Linked DNA regions of Mus musculus: all the other regions are linked to region 1. The links are chromatin contacts, called in public Hi-C maps. All regions are on one chromosome and are shown on one strand. The core of a region is the stretch at or near the end of the contact, and the rest is flanking DNA. Distances in the headings are between cores, read along the strand shown. Region 1 overlaps Lpp (LIM domain containing preferred translocation partner in lipoma). Region 2 overlaps Gm31814 (a long non-coding RNA gene). Region 3 has its middle 24 kb from the start of Gm32126.

What was found. Hi-C and Micro-C count contacts between places; a contact is called where the count stands out from the background.
Region 2: a contact with region 1 is called in a Hi-C map of centroblasts, with 2.6 times the contacts expected there. The contact joins two enhancer-like sites. A contact is called at or near these places in 5 of 484 Hi-C or Micro-C datasets (centroblasts, centrocytes, cerebellum and 2 more) and 1 of 115 datasets of contacts at active chromatin or transcription factors (pancreatic cancer cells).
Region 3: a Hi-C map of centrocytes shows a contact between it and region 1, with 2.7 times the contacts expected there. The contact joins two enhancer-like sites. A contact is called at or near these places in 1 of 15 datasets of contacts at CTCF or cohesin (the NIH/3T3 cell line), 3 of 484 Hi-C or Micro-C datasets (centroblasts, centrocytes and cerebellar granule neurons) and 1 of 115 datasets of contacts at active chromatin or transcription factors (bone marrow-derived macrophages).

What each region holds. Positions count from the first base shown.
Region 1 is chr16:24,467,243-24,471,875 of GRCm38.p6, forward strand. The region is part of intron 3 of Lpp (LIM domain containing preferred translocation partner in lipoma); the gene reads left to right. Among named protein-coding and RNA genes, the nearest start is that of Gm24440, 63 kb to the left of the region's middle. Within about 2 kb of position 1,374, at least 20 of the 459 cell types and tissues checked have an H3K27ac peak or open chromatin away from gene starts, as enhancers often do. A contact at or near this core is called in centroblasts, centrocytes and germinal center B cells, where this site is marked.
Region 2 is chr16:24,206,782-24,211,555 of GRCm38.p6, forward strand. All of the region lies in intron 1 of Gm31814 (a long non-coding RNA gene), which reads right to left. Among named protein-coding and RNA genes, the nearest start is that of Gm32126, 50 kb to the left of the region's middle. Within about 2 kb of position 2,255, at least 14 of the 459 cell types and tissues checked have an H3K27ac peak or open chromatin away from gene starts, as enhancers often do. A contact at or near this core is called in centroblasts, centrocytes and germinal center B cells, where this site is marked.
Region 3 is chr16:24,133,516-24,137,670 of GRCm38.p6, forward strand. No RefSeq gene overlaps it. Among named protein-coding and RNA genes, the nearest start is that of Gm32126, 24 kb to the right of the region's middle. Within about 2 kb of position 1,361, at least 9 of the 459 cell types and tissues checked have an H3K27ac peak or open chromatin away from gene starts, as enhancers often do. A contact at or near this core is called in centroblasts and centrocytes, where this site is marked.

The DNA of each region.
Region 1 (4,633 bases), core at 124-2,623:
TGTTTTTTCTTTGTCCTTTCCTTTCCTTTCCTTTCCTTTTTTCTTTTCCTTCCTTCTTTCCTTCCTTCCTTCCTTCCTTCCTTCCTTCCTTCCTTCCTTCCTTCCTTCCTTCCTTCCTTCCTTCCTTTGTTTTTTGCTTCTTTACAAGGAAGTTGCAGAGAACTGTGTTTTCTAGGTCCTCTCCTTTCCTCCCATGCATTGTCAGTGACTTGCTGTGCCCTGCTTGGTACTTTCCTGTCTGTCCAGCAGAGCACACATCTGCAGTCTTTCCTTCTCCACTGGGTTGAAGCGCATTGAATTCTACCTTATTTCATACGAGGCCAGTTGTAGCACATCCTCATCATGGGTGACTCATTAATTTAACGACTTTAAAAGAGCTTACTATGTACCTGTTCTATGACCCTGTTCTAGCTGACAGGAGCACTTGTGAACACGGACGTAGAGGAAGTCACCCAGCAAACCAAAGACAACCAGGATGGGGACAGGGGAAAGTGTTTCAGTATGAGTGTAAGCACGTGCAGAGGTCCCGAGACTGAAGGACACTGGGTAGATGAGGGAACATGCTGGCACAGCTGGAGCAAAGGAGTCACACGTGTAATAACCATAGTGACAACAGATGACATCGAGCAGACTTTGAGGATACTCTGAAGCAAAGGGAGATTACTTCAACCATTTAAAGAATCCACAGAGATGTAACAAAAAGATTGACCTAGGCGGGGTTGTAGCTGTATTGGCTCAGGACACATCTAGAGCCGAGAGAGGGTGTTGCGGTTTCCCTCCTCCGGCAACCCTCCTTGATGGGGACTCTCGGTTCAGAGGGCGTGTTCTCTCCTGCACAGTGCACACCTGCACGGATGCTCACCCGTGCAGATGGGCAATTGCATGCCTAATCACCCACTTATTTGTTTTCCACATGCAAATTTGGGGTTTTTTTGCAGATGGATTTAATATATTTGTTGCTTCCCCATTTTATTTAAAACAAAGCAAACGGCCAACCATGTCAGTTGTGGGTAGCAAATAGAAATGTGGATATTATTTTCTTTGGTGTCAGTTTCAATAACATGGCTGAAAGGGATCTCAGGCAAATGAGTCTTTTCTGGGCTCAATTTTACTTTTGTTTTCTGTCACCTTTTTAAAGTTATAATTATTATTTTTTATTCCTTTAAAGAGTTTTAAACAGGGGTATGCTGTTATTTTATTTTCGCAAATGCTTTTCTTGATGTTCAGGCTCTGTATTTTTATTGTGTGGTTTTTGACTTTTTTCATTTTAGTTTGTGAAGTTTGTGAACTTTTGGGCCTGTTATCCTAAAAAGGCATTATAGTGTCTCCACAGGCCATTGGCAGGTGATGTAGAGATGTAGCCTGGAAATAAATAAACCAACACAAATGAGGAGTGTTTACTCCTTCCTGTTGATGCTTTGTTAGTCCTGATCACACAGCAGCATGCAAAGTCTACTTTTGTTTATAGGGGAGGCATGAACTCGAGGGTGTGCTGCGTTTGCTTGTATTCCTTATGGAATTTCAAAGCTCTAGGGTCAGGAACAGCATGTATGTTACTGTATGCTTAGGAACACAGGCTCAGAGAGAAAAAATGGCAGGTTTGAGGAGACAGCGCATGGTTGATTCCGTGGCCTGGGATGATGAAGAACAGTCAACCCTGCAGAGGGTATCATCTCAAGGTGGGGTTTGTGTTAAATGGTGTCTATGTGTCTCATTTTCCCTTATTTTAAAAAAAAATAAAAAAGCAACCCATTTTGTATTGAATTTTAAGAAAAGAAATAAAGAGCAGGAAAGTGGTGGCAGTCATCTGCCACTTGCCATACAAAGGTTGATTAGTGGAGAAGAGTAAGGTGTGTGTGTGTATGTGTGTATGTGTGTGTGTGTGTGTGTGTGTGTGTGTGTGTGTGTTGTAGGAGGAGAGCAGGGGGAGGCAATCTCCCATGCAGGCGATGTCAGGCCATTCAGATTTAGGACCTTCATTTTATTCTGAGTGTCTGAGCCAGAATGAAGTCTACTGCTTTATTTAATTTGACCATTTATTTTGGAAAAAGAGACACTGATTGATGGCCACAGTGGCCGAGCCTCTTGCCTAACACCATGCACTGCTAACAGATTAGTTACCATAATAAGAACAGCAGCATCCTTTTGATAGGAATTTTCATTTGGAAAAAAGTATACTTTAAGCTACCAGATAATAGTTACTCATTAGCCAGTGGGGTGTGCATGTGAGAGAGGAAGCATAAACCTTTGTGGGACTCCCTTCTCCCAGTAGTTTTTGCAGAAGGAGCCTGGCATGGACTCTGACCCTTCTATCAGGCAGGCCTCTCTGGTCTTTTATAATCAGTGAGGAGACAAACACTTAGGACCATGGCCCTTGTTAGCAGCTGTGTTAAAGACAGCGCCATGAAAGAGGCTCAGGGATGAAAGTCGTTTCCATTTAGTAGGCTTTTTATGTGATAAATATGGGATCCTTCATTTTTAAACATAAAATATTAGGATGTTAGATTATGAGGCTTGTCTGCAAATTCCAAAGTGATACTTCTTGTTTTGGAAGTAGTTTTATAGCAAGGTTGCTCACATGAGTGAAAGGACAGCTTTATCTGGAAAGTATAAGAAGGGGTTAACCTTTCATGTACTTTCTGCTAGAACCCCGAAGGTCCTGGGAATTTTGCTGCCTTAAGTAAGCAAATCCTAGGTCTGGAAAGGATTGTGTCCAGAGTGAGGTGGGCCTGCTATGACATATCTGTGCAGGCCACTGCTGCTGTAAACTCCCAAGTACATAATCTACAGAGCTCTAGCTGGCAGTACTGCCTGACAGCATCTAGATACTTCTCCTTGGTGTTGAGGACAGTCCAGACACTGGTGATGGTCTCCTGTGTATGTGAACTCTAGACAGGTTCTGTGTAAGAGCAAAGTTCCATGTCTGAGGGAATCAAGTGTCTTTCATGGCTTGCTCTGCCTCTGTGAAGCTCTCCTTTGTCAGGTGTGGAAGTCAGAACTGACATTTCATGTGTGTTAATTTGTTTATATTTTGAAAAGAATTTATTTTCTGCTTATTTTTAACTTATTTTTAATGTGAGATCATATTGTAACATAGTTGGTTATATGACCTTCTCTCTTTCCCTCTCTCCCTCTCTCCCTTTCTCCCTCCTTCTTCTCTCTCTACTTTATGGAAAGTGATCTTGGGCTTCAGGGTGCTGCTTAGTGTAGAGTTTTTCTAGTATGCATGAGGTCCTGAGCTGGGTTCCAGCAATGAAAGGGAAACGCTCATTGCTCTCCCCCCCCCCCCCAGTCTTATCATCTACAGGGACAGACTATGTGGAAGGATCTTTAGAGAATTATTGACTGTCTTGGAACTGCTAAGCAATTTGGATGTTAGAATCTCAGATTTGGGTTGCTTTTCTAGGAACCATTAATTTTCTGTACAGTTACAAGGATTCACAGCAGGGGATAAGATGTTCTGAAAATAAGAAAAAGAGGTCAGCTGAACTGCTGACTTCAGGCACATGGAAAGAAAGATCTTTATTCCAGTGACCTCTCTGCTCCTTGGAAAACTGTGGACTGCTAGATTTCCTGACATAACACTGAGTCCTCTGGAGTTACAAGGACTGATGACGTTAAATTACAGGGTGGAGGACTGTCCTTATTAGACTAATGTGTGCTTTAGAGACATACTGTCCTTTGGCATTTAGACAGATAGCTTTTTTTCCCTCCCAAGTAGGATGTTTTAGGAACAGCTCCTTCAGATTCCCCAATATAGCGATCATGCAAAGATGGCAGAGAGTATTTGGGACATCTCCCTCAACGTTTGCCTTAACGTGGGTTAAGTTTTAACATGGCCAATGGCTAAGCCATTACATCTGCTCAATCTCAATCTCTCTTCTTCTCACCTCTTCTCTATTTTGTTCCTTTTATATTTAGGATGCTAACCAGACACTTACACACTGAGCAGGAGGGCAGAAGAGCTGAGCTCTGACCCTGACTGACTTTGCCACACCTGCTGTTTCCAAACTCTTCAGAGGCATGATCACTCATTGAGCAAGTATTTAAATGAGCACTCAGACAGCAGCTTCTGGAGACACAAGAGTGTGTAAGACGTGCTTTCCACATTGTCTGCCTGCCGCCTGGAGCAGAGAGCCAAGCCCACAAGCAGGACACAGAATCACTTTTCCTGTGCAGTCTCTGTTTATGCACACAAGGGCCAGAATTGGACTAGATGATCAGCAAGGGCCCTTCTGTTGCTAGCATGCAAGCTCTCACTCAGATTCATGAACCATCCAACGAGTATTTACCAAGCTAAAAATTGGCCAGCATCTCCCCTTTCTCCCATTTATAGACTATAATGTTGAAGATGAATGAGGCTATGTCTACAAAATGCTTTAATAAGCAAGTTGGGAAGAGATATTATATAAGTTTGAGGCACTATTATTAATGGGAAAACGACAACAAGGGCTGATGTTTTCAGAGAGAACAGATGGCTCCTTTGTTTAGAATTTGAGTATAAAGAAGAGAAGGGGGAGAAAGATACTTGCCATATTGTGTAGGCCTTGGATTTGAGTGACTTTAAGATGACAAAACAATCTGGTTAGGAAAGTCCCATAGATTCAAAATAGCTCCTCACTGATCAAACTGT
Region 2 (4,774 bases), core at 1,005-3,504, 260 kb before region 1:
CCAGCTGACAGCCTGCAAGGGAATGTGACTGGGCAGTGAACCAAACTAAAAACCAAGTCAGATACAGGGGATGCATTAACAACTTGGGTGGCTGACAAAGGACAAGTACCCGGCATATAGGAGGAAAACTATTTACGGAGCCATAGGGATGAAAGATAATAGGAAGGGACCACACTAAACATCAGTGTGCAAAACTCGGAAAGTAAGTGGTGCCTAAGCACATACTAACAGCCGAGGGAAACACCAATGTGAAAAGCCAGAGATCTCATTTCACAGAAGTCACCTTGGCCAAAATGTTTTAAGTCTGACAGTGGGAGAATCCAGTAATATTAGACAACAGTAAAGCGGTAAGATACATGCTGATATAAGTATAATATAACCATTGTGGGGAGATGTCAGCAATGCCCACAAAGGTGAAGCTAGTCACACCTTCTATCTCAGAAGCTCAACTCACCCACGTACAAGGGAGGAAATCCCTGCATCAATAAACAAAGAGCCTTTATAAGGACATTTCCTGCATCACTGCTTCTAAGAGGGAAATGACATCTCGAAGCTCACCAGTACAGAATTCCTTAAGTAATTGTGACGTATTTGCCCAAAGAGATGTTATGGGGTTAGAAGTTAAAGTGAATGAACTCAGGCTAAGTCAGGTATCAATATTGCCATGCCTAAAGAAACAAGGTTAAAAGGGGGGAAAAAGTTATTTTCAGAATAAGTCAGTATTATATCATTCCTGAAATGTTTGAAACATAAAACAATGCTCTACATTGTCCTGGGTACTTATGGAGGAAATGAACCAAACGTGGACAGGACATGACCACATAAACACATCAACTTTGGGATGATAATTGCACTGGAGGTGAGGGGGAAGAGAGAAAGAGAGAGAGAGAGAGCGAGTGAGCAAGCAAGCGCTAGGAAGAGATGACCTACAATGCACTCTGCTAGTGTTTGTTTCCTTAAAGAACTGAAGGGGCTATGAAGAAATGCTGGCATGGAAAAGTCCAGATGGCAGGAATATAAGCAGGGTCAAGCTAGCCTTCATTTCCTACCTGTTCTGGGCACTGCATCATGAATGCCACACCACATGGAGGCTGTGACTACCCCTTCTTCAAACATGGAGTTCAAGTCAATGCGTCAAGCTGTCTGACTTTTCCTGCTTTTGTTACAGCCCTTGGGGATGAAGAGACAAGAGGGAAATACTGATATAGGAGACATAGTATAAACCCTGAATTATCAAGTCCCAAGGCTTAACTAAGTCCAGGGCCTGTCACGCAAATTTCCTGTCACCTTGGGCATAATATGATACCTCTGGGCATCTATTTTCCTTATCTGTAAAATGGGGACAACAATAAGAGGTCTCTGAACAGTTGTGATAAGCAAATGACTATGTAAAATTCTTTGCGAATGTAACCTGCTATGCAGATGGTCACTACTATTAATGACCTGGATTTTACTGCAAAGGAAACCTGGGGTCAGATTTACATTTCTGGCTGACAGTGACTCATACAACTTCCCTCCTGGAGCACCTGGCTGAGAAAACAGGCCTAGGCATCACCCTGTGGTTAACTGCTTGAAAAGTTCATTGGTTCTCTTTTGGGCAGGTGAGTCTGAGAGCAGGGAGCGAGCACAGCTGCAAGCTCCTCTGGAGAGGCTATTAGAGAAGGGCTGACTTTCACTTCACATGGGAGCTCAGGTGAGCAGATTCCCTTGTCCCAGGATCCACACCCACCCTCCCCTCAGGATGGAGGAGAATATAGGCAGCAGACAAAAGCTCTTTCTTGAGTTTGCAGAGCATGGAGCTGAAACCAGGAAAGGCAAAAATGATGACCCTCCTCCAACAGCATGAAATGGGGGTTTATCCAGGGGTCCTTAATCAATCCAGAGCAACCAGGACAAGCCCTTACTGCTAAGCGCTTTGGTTTCTTCGTATGCAAGGGTTTCTGGGATTAAACCTGACCTCCGAGGTTCAAACCACTGTTATCTGAAGAGCACTCAATTGTGTTAACTATAAAATGCAATAGAGTTTTCCCTCAAATTGCACTTCCTGATCCAGGTATTGGTTTTGCGGGTGGGCTCTCTGGAATTGCTTCCTTAATTCCTCTTGAATGGCACATTTATACCTAAAAGGTAGTTAATGGTATCTTCCCACCAGTCTCTACCTCTGCCCTTACCTAGTAAATACTCCTCCCTGCCTACAGACCTGCTCTGGGACATGGCCCCCAAAGACCTTTTAGGGCAGCAAAGCATTCAGGAAACAGATGTGGCATTTGAATATAGAGCCTCAAGCTACTCCCAGGGGACGGTCTGAAAGGCAATACTACTGTCGATAACATTTCCCCAGAGACTATAGAAAGCTACACAGTCAGACATACAAAGGTAAGTCTGACAGGCACCCTGATTTGAAGGGAGTGAGGGACCAAACTCTTGCCATGCTACCTAAAGGCCTGGACCCTGAGGCTGTTACATTCCTTCCTTGGGGTCACTAACTTGTTCCATTAACAACACCCAGACTATGAGAAAAGTCTAATGTCTCCATGCCCAAGAAGGGGTGGCCGTGATGCCTGCTAGCGTCAAGATCTAGAGAGTGCCCTCATGCCTGCTAGCTCTTTGATCCTTGTGCAGAACTTGAATGATAGCAAGGAAAGGATTCACCTCTCATGTTGCAAAGATATTCCTCTGCCATCAGGAAGGTTGGAGAACTTAGGTTAGCTCTCCTGATGTTTATTCCAGTTCTTTTCCTCACCTGCAACTGAAGTGTCATCTTAGGATAATAGTTTATCAGTGATCAAGTTAGGGGGCCATTATTTAACTCTCTGCCAAACATATAGGAGCTAATCAGCTCGCCCCTTGCCTTCAGGAAACAGTTTAGGACAAGAGAACATTTGTGAAGCTAGAGCAACATTTACATTGCAGTGCACATTGTCTAGTTTCCAGCATCAAAGTCTTCGTGTGTGACCCTCCCGGACCCTCACTGCACTCTCTTCCCATCTGGGTTCTTCAGCTCATGAGAAGAAGAGGAGGACAGTGCAAAGCAAGCAAAGGCTCAGAGGAACCTCTCTTGCTGTACCTGTTATCATGTGTGTCCAGCATCAGAACAGCGCCTTAAAGTAGTGGTTCTCAACCTGTGGGTCTTGAGTCCTGGGTTATATCAGATATCTGCATATCATATATTCCATTTTACGACTCATCACAGTAGCAAAATTATAGTTATGAAGTAGCAACAAAAAGAACTTTATGATTGTGGGTTGTCACCACAGCATGAGGAATTGTATTAAAGGGTCGCAGTGTTAGGAAGATCGAGAGCCGCTGCCTTAAAGGGACATTTTAAGGCTGGCGGTGAGAACAGAAACACTTCTGATCGAGATACTTCAAGGGGTTCCTATTATGGAGAGGGCCCCAGAAGGTCAGTAGAAGTATTACCTGGGAGTTTATTGTGAGTGCAGAATGTCAGGCCCATCCAGACTGCCCTAGATCAGAACTATATTTTAAGGAGGACCACAGGCATGTGCTAGAACATTTTTGACTAACCCCTGAAAGTAATCTTCACCAGCTCCATGTCTTCCTACTCCTGTACCAGCCTGTGATCCTGTAATCTCTTCTCTTCCTTTTTGCTTTCTGGGCCAAGTCTTTTTATCCAGTGAAGTCTGGCTTTAAAAAAAAAAATCTCACCTCCACCAAGAATCAAACCAGGCTTTGCCAGTTAGAGGTCTCTTCTTCCTCTAACTCCCTATGCCATGGCCATGAACTTTCTGCCTCAGATTGTATTTTGTTTTTTGTTTTTTTATTTTCATGATCCTAATTTATCTCTCTCTAAATTACCAGCCTTTCAGGTCTGTGCCTGCTTTCTTTCTGCATTACTCTCAGCACTTTGCAATGCTTCAATCACAAACTAATTCTGCAGCACTTCTGCCCATGATGTTTGAATCTGTTCTTACGTTAGGTATTGTCAGAGATTCATGCATTCCGATTAGTATTTTTGTTACTTTCAGACACATAACCATACATGACTATGGTTTAGACTTGGAAATACTTGCCTAAAATATTTATCCACATATCTGCAGATACCCCTTGCTCCAAACACACACACACACACACACACACACAGATTTTATTTGTTTTACATAGCTAGAATCACAGTTAGGAAGATTTTAGTGAGAATGCATGGGGAATGATTGCTACCTACTAACACTTCATAATCTTACCAAGATAGGAAAAGGAACGGGACCTTATAATAGAATGGAACATAATGACACACTCATCCCAGAGTCTCACTCAGGATCTGCATTTGGGACAATCAAAGGTCCCCTGGCCCTTGTTCAGTCACTTAATGGAGAAGACTCCAAAGACAGAATGCCACTGGTGTCCTTCCAATTATAGAATCATCTGATTAGAATTACAGTAAATGCATAGCTCAGTTTGCATTGTCCTGATGTGAACTATGAGGCCTCTCTCCTGGAGCATCTGAGGGTACTGTACTCTGGAAGTGTACCGCCACGTCACAGTAGGGTCCTTGTGCCAGGACCAGCTTAGAAACGGGACAGAAACAAGTTAGGACACTCCATTTCTGTGGACCTTAGAGCCCAAGGTACCAGAGCTAGATGGTTTGTTTTTTTTGGGTTTTGGGGTGTTTTTTTTTTTGTTTGTTTGTTTGTTTTTTTAGATTAATGCTTAGAAGAAAAACTGAAGCCTCACAAACTTGAGATAGTAGCATAGTTCAGACGTGTAGTAGGAAGGGTTGACTTTGGGATAATTTTAGAATTAGTTATTCTAAGAG
Region 3 (4,155 bases), core at 111-2,610, 330 kb before region 1:
TCCAGTGATTAAGAGCTTGTGTTGCTCTTACAATGGACCTAAGTTTGGCTCCCATTTCTCACGTTGAGTAACTCACAACCAACTACAACTCCAGATCCAGAAGATCTGAAGCCCTTTGCTTCCAAGGACACCTACGTACACACACACACACACACACACACACACACACACACACACACACACACAAGCACACATACTTGAAAATAAGCACTTTAAAATGAAGGTAACAATGAAAATGATGATAGCATTGGCTCACACTCAAGCAGAATCGCAAAGGTCACATAACTTTCCTTGCTGTCATTTTTACTAAGGCTTTGCCCCGTGAAGTAGGCATAGAAACAGCAGTTCATCTCCAAATGACAGATGAGAAAATAAAGAGCCCAGGAGTTTCAAAAACTCAACCAAAGCCATAACATCTCATTTCCTCAGCCTGAATACACTACAAAGAACTCTAGCAACTGGAGGTGCTAAACAAAAGAATCCATTCAGTTAATAATCCCAGCAATGTGGGAGCCCCATAGAGCCAGCAAGATCAGCTCCATACTAGCCTGCCAAAGGACTGAGCAAGTGGAGAGTAGAGTGCCTAGCCCCTTCAGTCTGTTTAGTTGGATGTGGGTCAGGAAGAAGGAAACCAGAGCCAGGGGGTTTGAAACTGAGGGCCGTAAGAAGGGGCTGCTGTGTGAGTTTCTGATTACTGCTACGAGGAAGTACCCAATGTGTGTGGTTTAAAAAGAACACAAATTATGTTCTTAAGGTTCTGGAAGCTGCTGAAGTCTTAGTCATATTGTCTGGGCTTAAGTCAAATCATTACCAGGAAGGACAGGAAGGACTTCTTCCAGAGGCTAGATGTGGGATTCTTTTCCTTGTCTCTTCAGCTTCTCTTTGTTTTGAACCTCTTTCTCAGTCTTTAAAGTCCATCACTCAAAGCTCTCTGCATTGTCATCAACCCCGACTCTTCCTTCGCCCCACCGTATAAACATCCAGGTGCTTATGTGGTCCCTTCAAGATGATCTAGGATGAGTTTCCACCTCTCAACTCTCGATTTAATCTTATCTGAACAGGGAGATAGCAGGCATTCACAGCCCTGGAGGTTAGGTCCTGAGCAACTCCGAGGCCATCATTTAGCCTATCACAGGTGACAAGGTGACAGGTGGATGGTGGCAGTTGTTTTGTACAGGCAAGTGCACTGCTGGTTGTGTGTTGCCTGTTGAAAGTCACTCTCCTCTGCCACCTGACATGCAAGACCAAAATAGAAGCCCTGTGTTCTGATTCAAAATTAAATGCTCTTTCAGGCACAGCACACATTGCCTCTCAGCACTGGCATTCACTCTTGCAGACAGCCCATTCTTGTATAGATAGTAATTAATATTTGCATAATGCTTTAGAGTTTACAGTGTCCCTTTTTATTTACATGAAATCATCAAACCCCTACAATAACCTTCTGAGATGGTTATTATTAACACAGTTTTACATATGAAGACACTAAAGCTCCGAGGAGTGAAATGGTTTGTCCGAGGTCACCCAGCTGGTAAGGGCGAGACCACAATGCAAAACTCGGAACTCACACTATGCTCAGTTCTAACTAATGAATCTGTACTTGGCTCACTTCACTAGATGTGTTAGTTACCTTTTGGCAAATACTCAAATGTTGACTTGGATCTCAGACATGTTTTGGGAGAAAATGAATTTATAAGTTTCTTAGTACTTTGTAGTATACAGAATGACTTGTGACACCTAACCATCATCTCTATGATCATCATCATCTCACCATTATCACTACCACCACCACCACCATCTGTTCTGGAGACCAAGAAAATTCAATAGGTGAAAACTCTACTTCTTTTTATAATATTGTGCCTGCTGTGTTGTAGTTCTTAGGAACAATGATGTTATAACATATCTCGGGGATCTATGGTTTATTGGTCACTGTTGACATAGCCAAACTCCTGTGCCCTCGCAGATAAACAAGGTGGCTCACTGTTTGGTGAAGCAGGAGTCCTTAGTCACATAACTTCATAGTGATGCTTGCTACCATTTTATTCCCTTGTAGAAACCTACCACTTGCTAGGTATATCAAGTCCAACTACTTGGATGAAGAGGGAGGAATTAAGGTGGACAAAATGAAGGACAGTGGGGACAGTAGGCTGGGGTCAAGTCGTGTGTGCCCTTTTTCAGGTGGAACTCCACTTCACCACCCCTCCTCCTCTTCAGCGCACCCCTTCCACCTTTTTTTTTTTTTTTTTTTTTTTTTAGAATAGCCACCAACATCTGTAATTTGCAACCTCAAAACAAAACTAGAGGTTCACTGGGAGGACTAGCCAAGCTGGCCTCCACATGTGGCGGAGCAGTCAGCCGGCCCCCACTTCATTTGAGTGAGACCGCCAAAAGCCTTCACGTGGCGCCTTGGCCACAGAAGTATAATTAGCAAGTGCTCCCTGCCCCTCACAATGGCCACCTTCACTGGGCCAGGCAAAGGTGACAGATGGCAGGCAGGTGCATTCAAATGGCCTTGGTTTGACCAAGGGAAATGAAGTACTAAAACCTAACTCAGTCCCACAATGAGTCAGAATGGGGGTGGGGAAGGCTCTCAAAGTCCTCTGGCCCCTGTTCTTAGGAGAGCCTGTTGCTTCTGGTTGTTGCCTTAGGACTCATGGTTCTAGAGCTCTATTCCTATGAGACAGCCACTAAATTGTTTTTGGCCCTTACTAACAATTCTTCTTGCTTTCAAACTCAGCTGTTTAAGTGTACAGGTTCCGGCCATCTAAAACTGTCCCTAGCCTCGATAACCCTTGCTTCTGCATATTCAGACCCCACCAGTACTTCATGTTCCAATTAAGCTCTTCTTAGAAGCCTTTCCCTAGCCCAGTGAGGTGGCACATGCTGGCAGTTCTTATCTTTGGAAGACCAAGGTGAGAGGATGGCTGTTAGCTAAGGACCAGGCTGGTCTATGGAGTGAGACCTTACCTAAAGCACAGCAACAAAAAGAAGCCCCTAGCTAAACTGAGCAATTCCTAGCTCCCTAGGCACCCTCTTACCCTTTCCCTCTCGGTTCTAATGTATAGCAATTTGAAAATGAAAATAGTTTCTCACCTAAATGTTGAGTGCCCTGCTAAGCACTTTCACACTTGTTGGTTTAATTTGCTGTGTCACTCCCTGACATTAGACCAAAAAAAAAAAAAAAAAAAAAAAAAAAAAAGCCCGGAAGACAGAGACAGTGATTCATTGCTCTGTCCCCTGCCAAAGCAGAAGTGTGTTCTCCATAAATTGTCCCTGGGTTAACAATTTCAGAAAACTATTTGAAAAAAAAAATCTTAGACTGGTAAAGAATTTAAAGTTAGCCAGGACTGGTCGTAGCCAGGAGTGGTCTCCCTTGGCTTCTACTCTGCTTCACTGGGCTCAGGATACCCTGCACATACTCCATACACCAGTGCAGCCCTTTCTGTGACTCCTCTATGGTCTCTGGGGACCTCCTCGTTGCCAAATCAAACTACCTTTTTGCAGTCTTCCTCATTCTCAGATCCGCAGTAGTATTTTCATTTTAAAAGAAAATTAACTGCTTCATCAATTCTTTTCAGTGATCTGGGGACCAAATCCAGGGACTTATTCTTGCTATGCAAGCACCCAACCACCTCAAACTCATAGCACTTTAAAAAAATCTCTCCTGGACCCCCACTGCCCATCTCCTGATGTGAGCACATCCCTATGAGATTCTTCAAAAATCCACTTTGAGTTTCTGTCTGTATCTCCTTCCTAAATACGCTTCGAAGCCTGGTGTGTCCCAAATCTCTGCCTCTGGCTCCTAGTTCCCTCCCATACAGTACCACCGCCTTCCCAAACACCAACTACAGCTCCAGGACAGTGCTTCCTGCTGGCATCTTAAAGCCTGCTCAAAGGGCAGTTCTCTTTTCTATTCCTTCCTCCCTGTTGCTGAATCTGGTCTTGGTAATTCCTGTCTGGCCTTGATTAGGGGCTTTGCATGGACTCCAGTGAGGAAGTTCAGAAGCACTCTTTCAAGACTGGATTGCCACATGCCGATCACCTGCTGGGAGTTTAACTCTGGAAGTTAATATTTCAGCCATGCTGTCCCTTCCTCCACCCATGGTGCCCTGGCTCAAGCCCTCATCTCCTCTAGCTGCAGCATCTAGTCTGTACATT